Regions from separate parts of the Sus scrofa genome. Here region 1 is linked to region 2. The links are chromatin contacts, called in public promoter capture Hi-C maps. All regions are on one chromosome and are shown on one strand. Each heading gives the region's core, a stretch centred on a gene start, on an enhancer-like site or on the middle of the called end of the contact. The rest is flanking DNA. Distances are from core to core; before and after follow the strand shown. Region 1 holds the start of CDC123 (cell division cycle 123). Region 2 holds the start of FZD8 (frizzled-8).

What was found. Promoter capture Hi-C pulls out the DNA fragments that hold promoters and counts their contacts.
Region 1: a contact with region 2 is called in a promoter capture Hi-C map of fetal skeletal muscle, with 16 times the contacts expected there. The contact joins the promoter of CDC123 here to the promoter of FZD8 in region 2. A contact is called at or near these places in 1 of 5 promoter capture datasets (fetal skeletal muscle) and 3 of 47 Hi-C or Micro-C datasets (embryonic fibroblasts, fibroblasts and subcutaneous adipose tissue).

The regions. Positions count from the first base shown.
Region 1 is chr10:59,764,252-59,768,839 of Sscrofa11.1, forward strand. It overlaps CDC123 (cell division cycle 123), which reads right to left and starts at 1,370. Exons shown (of 13, transcript NM_001243823.1): 1 at 1,003-1,370. The coding sequence starts at 1,076. NUDT5 (ADP-sugar pyrophosphatase) reads left to right here and starts at 1,193. Exons shown (of 10, transcript XM_003482836.4): 1 at 1,193-1,606.
Region 2 is chr10:58,095,207-58,099,627 of Sscrofa11.1, forward strand. It overlaps FZD8 (frizzled-8), which reads right to left and starts at 1,584. Exons shown (of 2, transcript XM_021064988.1): 1 at 1,045-1,584; 2 at 1-1,042. The coding sequence starts at 1,563. The region is part of intron 1 of LOC110255709 (a long non-coding RNA gene); the gene reads left to right.

The sequences.
Region 1 (4,588 bases), core at 120-2,619, 1.7 Mb after region 2:
TGGAGCTGCTCTAACCTCCATCATACCCTGCATGACTGGAAGCAGATTCTATGTACAAATAACAGGATGGAAAAGCACCATCTTTTAAACAATTCTTATGCTCTCCCAAATTCTCAGGATCTCAAAAGTTTCCCTCTGTGTATTCACACTCTCTGCACTAAGAAGGAAAAGGAAGGGACGGGTAAAATCTAAATTAGTGGCAAGCTAGACCTAAAAGGAGAGTAGGCAAAATACAGAAAATCCTACCCACGGATATGCAGTTCTGTGATCTATCCGTCTAAGTGTGGGAAACCCTACCCTTGCATCCTGCTCCAGATGTTAGGGCTGCTTTTGGACATCTGGGGATACCCTCCCGCTGCCTTGCCTACATTACCTTGAATGACCGAGTGAAGGATGAGACAGTTAATCCTCCGCCCTGCAAACCGGGCATGGATACCTTGTGTGGGCCAAAGAACGAGAAAACAAATACTGTTCCACTCCTCTTCCAGATGGCTCCCATCCCTAAAGATACAGAGTATACCCTACTAAAGCTTCCCATATATACTATCATTTTGGGGCTTCATAATAGAATCGGAGGCTGGGTCTGTATCACTGTTCTCATTTCACGGGGCCCAAAAGCTATGAAGACCGCAGACGGGCTAGTCAGCGGCAAAGCCTAGACTACTTAGTTCGCAGATCACCTGCCTGCTCTAGCAATTCTAAAAGCAGCGATAATGAACTTCTGAGCCTAAACTAGCTTCACCCGCTCCTCAGCCCGCCTCTGACCTTCACGGAGCCACGACGTGCCCTTCCACCTTCCCAGAACACTCTCTGGCGCACAACTGGACGCACGGCAAGTACGGATCGATTTTATTCACCTCCCGACCCGAAAAGCCACTAGGAAATCGACATCTCGGCACTGGCGCTCCCATCCAGGCCTGCAGGTTTTGGTAGAGCTAGGATTCGCCTCAAACGTCGCAGTCCCCTTTCGCCCATCGCCTCGACGTAACCCTCCAGTCTCACCTCTTGATGGTAAGGCTTCGGAACAGTGGATACCACGCGGAGAACTGACAGTGCAGCACATGCTCCTTCTTCATTCTCCAGCCTCCGCCGCCGCCTCTCCCTCTCCTCCCAGAACCCTCCCGGAACCCTCGTCGCCTGTCCCGGAAGTGCCCGCCGAGCTGGTTTGGTCCAGGGACACTTCCGGTCTATTAGGCAAAGAGGAAGGAGCGAAAAGGAAGCGGAGAGAAAGCACCTTGGGGCGTCCTTTAAGTGTACACTCGTGCCCGCATAAACACGCGCGCGCGCGCGCACACATGCACACAGTTCTGGCCCCGGAAGAGGAATTCTGGAAGCGCCGAGACCGAGATTGTAAACAGTGGGCGGCTCCACTTCTCGTCCGGCCTCGCACTGCCCCGGAAGGTAATCATCTAAGGCTATAGGTCACCGGCGGGGGTGCTACGGGTGCCGCGAGGAACGAGCGCTCATCCTCTCTGCACCGCGAGACGCGGTTGTGGCTCCCCAGTAGCGCAGCATCTTCGGTGACGACTGCCTCGGACCCGTGCTTTCTGCGTTCCTCCCGGTTCCTAAAGGAGTACGCATCCCTTCGCCCCACGCCTGGGAGGAGGTAACTGGGCGCGAGCCCATCACGCGCAGTGTCTCTTTGGGGGGAAGGAGGGCGCACACCTGGAGCTTGCCTGCAGCCACGCGCGTCTCCCCGGCTGCGGACCCGGCTCGCGTCCCGCAAGGCGCGGAGGGAGAGCAGGTTAAGAGACAAACCAGGGGCTGGGCTGGGAGAGCTGGGCTACTCGGAGTACAGAAAACAGGATACATCACGGTGAAATGTTAGCTTGATTGCAGCGTTTGGGTATCTGCAAAGGGAGGGACGGCCCTCTTGGCCCTGGAGGGAAGGTTATGAGAGAGAGGAAAAAGATCTCGTCTTTACGGCTCTGGGGAGCTCGACTTTGGAGGTAGTGGAGGAGGTAAAAATTGGGAGCACAGAGGGGGAGAGGGGTGTCTCCTTTTGAGCGTTAAGTTCATTTATTCTAGCCTCGCAAAAGTAGCAGCGTGCAGAAACACGACCAGATTGTATCCGTATTCGTGCATGCTGGGTTCATAAGATTGTAAGAAATTCTAAGAGTTTTCCTCGTGGCTCAGTGGTTAACGAATCCGACTGGGAACCATGAGGCTGCGGTTCGATCCCTGGCCTCGCGCAGTGGGTTGGGGATCCGGCAGTTGCCTTGAGCTGTGGTGTAGGTCGCAGACGCGGCTCAAATCCCGCGTTGCTGTGGCTGTGGTGTAGGCCGGGAAGCTACAGCTCGGATTAGACCCCTAGCCTGGGAACCCCTCCGTATGTCGCGGGTGCGGCCCTAAAGGACGGGAAAAAAAAGGAAAAAGAATTCTAGTCGAATTTTTAATTTCATACGTTTCCCCCTCTTTTTCGGCCCTTATCACACTCTCGTCGGTTCTTCCTTACTCCTTTCATAATGGCGTATCCGATGGGGACGAGAAAGTAGGGTACTAAAAAAAGTCACATTTATTTCTGTAAATGAAGAGAGGAGAAATGACTAGATGTTGAAAAACGCCTTTTAAACCTAGTCTTGCTCCTTAGAGTTAGGCTGCTTTGGGCTTCTCCCAGGCACCTTTGCCTGCCGGAAGACGCACATTTTGGGTACGCACGTTCTTACTGGCCCATTCTAACCCGTTTTAAATTAGAAAGAGGTGAGAACCCCACTGTACTCAGGCCTCCTTAGAAAGGTATTCATTCGGATATCTGCAGGATCCCCTGCCCTTTAGGCATTAGAAATTACCCCACTCCTCCAAGAATATGCAGTTTCATGTTTTTTTGTTATGCTCAAAAAATGCTGCTAAGTGGATTCATTGAGAGCAATGCTTTGAAACATAACATTTTTCAAAGCAGAGGTAAATCAAGAAATGTTGCAATATATGTTGGGGGAGGGGCAGCGGTAGCGGGCCTAAGTACTTCTGAGATCCAGGATTATACAAACTTTTCTGTTTTCTGAAGACACCAAGAAGCAATATTCCCTGGATGCTGGGAGAATGGTGCGGGACTGCCAGCCCTAATTGAGGCTTCATGTTGGTGTGGTCACTCATGTGTGTTTGATTTGACCTAGAAATAAACAAGTTGCATCTGAGGGAAATGTCAGCACTGACGGGGTTAATTGGGGTAAGGTATTTTCTGTTGAAGGTAGGAGTGAACAGATCTGTAGGAGAAAGCAGAAACTGGGAACCTGTCTCAGTCTGGAAGGGTGTATGTTAACAGCCTTTAGACGTTCAGACAGCTGCAACGCTTTAATACAGAATTGCAGTTATTTGTAGAGAAGCTGCTAAGTGTGTGCGCTTAAATAGAGGCACCCCAGGGAAGGGATTTGATGCAGGTGTCTTTTGGTCAGGCTGTATACTTCATAAGGGCTGCCGTTTTAATATTACAGTTGGTTGTAAGTAACTCGTTACACACCTTAACCAGCATCACATAGATTAACGTTACAAACAGATGCTCCCGTATTTTGAATGGGTACAGCTAAATTGATTTCACGGGTTTTTGGCAGCCACCATGTTTATCTTTTCTTTACGTACCCATCAACGGTTTATGTTCCTCAGGTTTCTTCAGTGAAACCTTTACAACAGAGGAAATAGTTGCTTTTTCTCTTGAGTGCCAAAAAAATATCAGTAGCCAAGGGATGGGGCGGGCAGGGTGGTTATTGAGCTATTCCAAATGAAATAATAAAAAAATTCCTTCTCTGAATCCGTAACATGATGAGTATTGTAGATGAGTGTTTCCAGCAGCCTCCTGGTTTTCTCCATTTGGGATGTCTTGCCAACATCTCAAACTCAGTGTGTCCAAATGTAAGCGCTGTACCGCCCCTTTCTCCTGATGTCTTTTTTTTATTATTATTATTATTTATTTTTTGGCTGCTCCTGCAGCATATGGAGGTTCATGGGCCAGGGACTGAACCTGCACCACAGTAGTAAGCAGAACTGCAGCATTGACGGTAATCCCCTTAACCCACTGAGCCACCAGGAAACTCCTCTCCTGATGTCCTTTAAGATCTTTTTGGAATTAGCTTTGGAAACCCCTTCCCCAGAAACTGTTTTAGGAAAAGTTGAAAAGTCTCATGTGGAAATTCTCCTGGGTTGCATTGGGTTAAGGAACTGGCATTGTCACTGCAGGGGCTTGGGGCCCGGGCACTTTCCCAGGTGACAGGGAACATGCAACAAAAACAAAGTCTCATTTGCAGGGAATTAAATCTTGTTTGCTGCTGCTCCACCCAGCCCAAACCAGTACTGTCTCTTTCCTGGGCTATCACAGGAAGTTCTTTTCTGGTCTTACTGCTTCCTATCTGTAACCAATGAACTTGCCCAAGGTTAATTACTATCAGTTCACACTTGCTCAACCAGCACTAAATGTAATGATTGTAAGTCACCTGATAAATGATCATAAAAGTACCAAGTAGTATAATTTCAATAAAATGTTAGTTCCTTCCCTGTCTGGCCAACCCCTAACACCTACCACCTAGGAAGAGAGAAGGAAAAAGAAAGCTTTCCCTCATTAACAATGTAACTTCTGGAAGCTTGCCTGATGTGAGGG
Region 2 (4,421 bases), core at 334-2,833:
GCTGCTTGATGACCGAGCGGATGCGGAAGAGCGACACGAAGCCGGCCAGCAGGAACATGGTGCCGATGAAGAGGTAGATGACCAGCGGCGCCAGCACGAAGCCGCGCAGGTTGTCCAGGCTCTGGTTGCCCACGTAGCAGATGCCCGCCACCGGATCGCCGTCCACCGAGCTGAGCGCCAGCACGGCGATAGACTTGACGCTGGGCACGAGCCAGGCGGCCAGGTGGAAGTACTGCGAGTAGCCGGCGATGGCCTCGTTGCCCCACTTCATGCCCGCCGCCAGGAACCACGTGAGCGACAGGATCACCCACCAGATGGAGCTGGCCATGCCGAAGAAGTAGACGAGCAGGAAGACCACGGTGCACAGCGCCGGGCCCGTGGTCTCATAGCGCACGTGCTGCTCCACGGCGCCCAGCTCCTCGTACTCGCCGCGCCCTCCCGGGCCGCCCGCGCCCGCTCCCGCCGCGCCGGCTCCCGCCGCCGCGCTGCCCGCGCCGCCCGCGCCGCCCGCAGCCCCCGCACCGCCGCTGCACGCCACCTTCTCGTGGCCCGCCACCAGGCGCACCAGGTAGCCGACGGACACGAAGAGGTAGCAGGCCGAGAGGAAGATGATGGGCCGCTCCGGGTACTTGAAGCGCTCCATGTCTATGAGGAAGGTGGAGACGGTGGCGAAAGTGGACACGAAGCAGAGCACCGACCACAGGCCGATCCAGAAGACGGTGAAGGCGCGCTCGTCCTGGCTGAAGAACGGGTTGTGGCAGGGCAGCGCGCAGTTGGCGATCTGGCCGGTCTTGACGCGGTTGTAGAGAGGGTGCCGCTCGCTGGACACGCTCACCATGGGAGCGCGGCATTGGCAGCCCGGCTCGCAGGGCGCCGCGCCGCCGCCAGGGGGCCGCGCCTTCCCGCCGCCACCACCGCCGCCGCCGCCGCCGCCGCCGCGCGCGGGGGGCGCAGCCGCGTCCCCGCCGCCGCCCCTGCCGCGGGACGGGGGCCGGGCCCCCGGCGGGCGGCCGTGGCCGCTGCCGGAGGGCGGCTGCTCTCGGGCGGCGGCGGCGGCGGCGGCGGGCGGCGCGGTGGGCTGGGCGCGGCCGTGGTGAGGTCGGTGCGGTTGTAGTCCATGCACAGCGTGTCGGGGTTGCCCTGCTCGGGCAGCCGGTCGCAGCGCATGCGGTCAGGCCAGGCGAAGCCGTACTGGCGCATGAGGGGCGCGCAGCCGGCCTTGGCGCGCTCGCACACCGAGCGGCAGGGAGGCAGGGGCTTCTTGTAGTCCTCCAGACAGATGGGTGTGTACATGCTGCACAGGAAGAACTTGAGGTCGGGCGAGCACTGGATCTCCACCAGCGGCCAGAATTGGTGCACCTCCAGGCCCGCCTCGTCCTGCGTGTCGTGGTTGAACTGGTTGGGCATGTAGGTGTAGTTGTAGCCGATGCCCTTGCACAGCGGCACGGTGATCTCCTGGCACGCCAGCTCCTTGGCCGAGGCGGCCGCCGCGCCGCTCGAGCGCTGCAGCAACGCCAGGGCGGCCAGCAACGAGGTCACTTCCAACAGGTAACCCCACTCCATGCTGCGCGCCTCGGCCCCGCGCCCTCGCCCTCCGGGTGGCGCGCGGAGGGGCGCCGGGGATCCTTCGAGAGCGCGGGAGAGGAGAGCGGGTGCCCGGCCGGGCTTTCTCCTGCCTCTCCCAGGAGGGGCTCTCCCGATAACCTAGTCCCTTCTCGGGACGCGTCCGCACGGCGCTGCGGGAGAGGAGGGTGGCTGCCGGAGGGCGCCCGGGTCCGCGGGTCCACCCCGCTCACTCCGGCCAGGGTCAGCCCTTGCGGGGCAGAGTGACCGGCCCCCAGCTCATCGTCTCTCCCTTGCTCGCTTTCTCCGCACTCCGGTGACTTTGCCGGGTACCGAGGGCGGCGGCGCAGCAAGTTTCCTCTCGGGCCGCGGTGCGCAGTCAAGATGGCTGGGCCAGGCCGCTCCGCGCTGGGTCAGCCCCTGCGGCCCCTTTTCGGCGTCCCGGGGCTCATGCTTGACCCCAAGGCCGCGCGGCTGCCGCCGGGGTTCGGAGCCCGCCTCCGCCGAAGCCGCCGCCCTCTGTCCCCTGCTTCGGTCCGTCTGTCCGCTGCCGGGATGACGGGCCCCGCCTCCGGTGGAAGTCCGCGCCGCGCTCCGGCCAGCAGTCGGGCGAGGTGTCGGCGGTCCTCTTCTCGCTGGACACCCGGAGCCAAATCCAGGCCGGAAGGCGGAGCGGACACCTGAGCGGCGCGCCCGCGCCCCACTGTTGCCGCTGCCGCCGCCTCCGCCGCCGCCGCCACCTCCGCCTCCTCCTCCTCCTCGGCGGGAGCAGCGCCCCTCGCCAACTTCCCGCTCCGGCCCCGCTGCGCCCGGGCCGGCTCATGAATATTTATACGGGGCGGACTCGGTCTCCGCCCGCGACCCGCGCGCCAATCCCGGGCGCGGGGCGGAGTCTGCGCGCTCCCCAGGCCCAGCCTTCCTGGGGCGGGCCCGGCTGTTCGCGCCGCCGTGCACGCCGTCTGCGGCCAGAGTTTGGGTAACCTTGGGATTGACCGCAGACACTGACGCTTTGCCACCACGGTCCCCATCGTGCTCGATGTGTCGAAGTCGGGGTTCCATTTCCCCGAGTCTGCGCTTAGGGACTGGGGACGAGCCTTTATGCAAGCGCGACCTCGGAGGCCCGTTTCGAACTAGTCAAGCCCCTGCTTTCTCCGTCCCCCAAATGTGGGCGACCTCCTGGCAGCGGGACCACCCCCCACTCCCCCAGCCGGCCAGTGAGCGGGGGCGTTGCGGGGGACCGAGAAAGGGATGCCTTTCTTGGGGTTCTCAGGACGATGAGAATATAGGTGGAATGGAACCGCTGCAGTTGATTCTGGCTGGTGGGGGCTGGACCGGGGACTTCCCGCTCAGTGTCGTGGGGGAAGCCTCAGTTTCCTTACTTGCAGTGTGGAGTCACAGTACAGATCTCAAAGGGGATTCTGCTAATTGGGTGAGATAAAATAGAGACAGCATCCAGATCCAGTGCACTTTCATGAACCATAAATCCCTTTCTTCTTTAAAAAAGAACAAGAAAGAAAAAGAAAGGGAGAAAGAAAAACTTATAAACAGGACAGACTGGAAACTCTGCGGCTGGATTTTCTCTCTTCGCCTCGTGCTTTTGGAACATACATACGTCTCTCCAAAGTTGACATGTTTTTGCCAGAGCCTCCTCCTCCGCCGTGGGAGGCGGCGCCGAGCCCGGGCGCGGACGCGCGGACACGTCTCGGTGGTGTGCCCGGGGCCAGGCGGTTGGGGACGCGGCCAGCGAGCCCGGCCCCCGCCAGCTCGCAACCACCTTAGACGGGGAGGGGCCCGAGGGGCGGGCGGCCTGGCAGGTTCATTTACGCTTGTTAGGACGTTCCAGGGGGTTGTCTTTCTCCTAGAATGGAGTGTTTATTTTTTAATTGATGTGCTGTTTCATTTAGCGCTTGTATGGAACTCACGCTGGGGCTGTAATTACTGTAATCTCGGGAACAAGCATTTCACTTAGCCAGGAGGGTGGCAACAGACGTTTCTCATTCTCTCCCTCTCTCTCTCTCCCTTTCTCTTCCCTCTGCCTTCTCCCTGTCTCCTACCTCTCCTTAGTTCCCCCTCTTTCTTTCTGTTTCCATATTTTTGCTATTTGTCAGGTTTCACAGCAGGAAGGAGTATAGCTAGAAACCCAAAGTCATGGGTAGGGGGGAGCGGGGACCAAGGAGAATGAGAACTAAAGGCATGTTGGAGGCCAGGTCATTTGGTTGGGGGTGGGGGGTAGTGGTGGATGGTGCTGGTAGTTGGTGGTTATATGTCTGAAAACAACTCTTGTCATGAAACTAACTGGCAGCATCTGTATTTTGCAGAAACCTATGTCTTCCTCCTCCTGTTCTCGCTGGCTGAGTTTCTCTCTAGCATAGTTTAGCAACCACATTCTAAATAGACAGGCAGAATCTCCCATCTCATCCCCTCTCCTGGTTTTTGGCGAATTCTGTATTTTCACTAGGAATTCTGGAAATATCCACCAGGCTGTAGTTATACCCCCATTGTCTTTTTCTTTCTCTTTTAAACTGAAGTCTAGTTTGAACCTCTTTATATGAAAAAACACCACTTCCTTCCCACTTTTGTTTTGGAAAAACTAAACTCCATAGGAATCAGAAATTCAAAGGCTTTAGAAATATTAGCTGATTTGGCAGAAAACGGTCTCTAGTTTTCAAAAAATGCAAAGACTCTACCGTTGCTTGGCTTTTTAGGGGATCCTTTGCCTTCTCCTCCTAATCAGAACTGCCTTTATGGCTGGTTGAATGTGGAAAGTCACCTCTTTCCTGTTGGTACCTTGTTCATCACGGGCCATCCTCCAAGACATTCAACTGCAGAGTAACAGCAGGTAATACCTGGAGATGGAA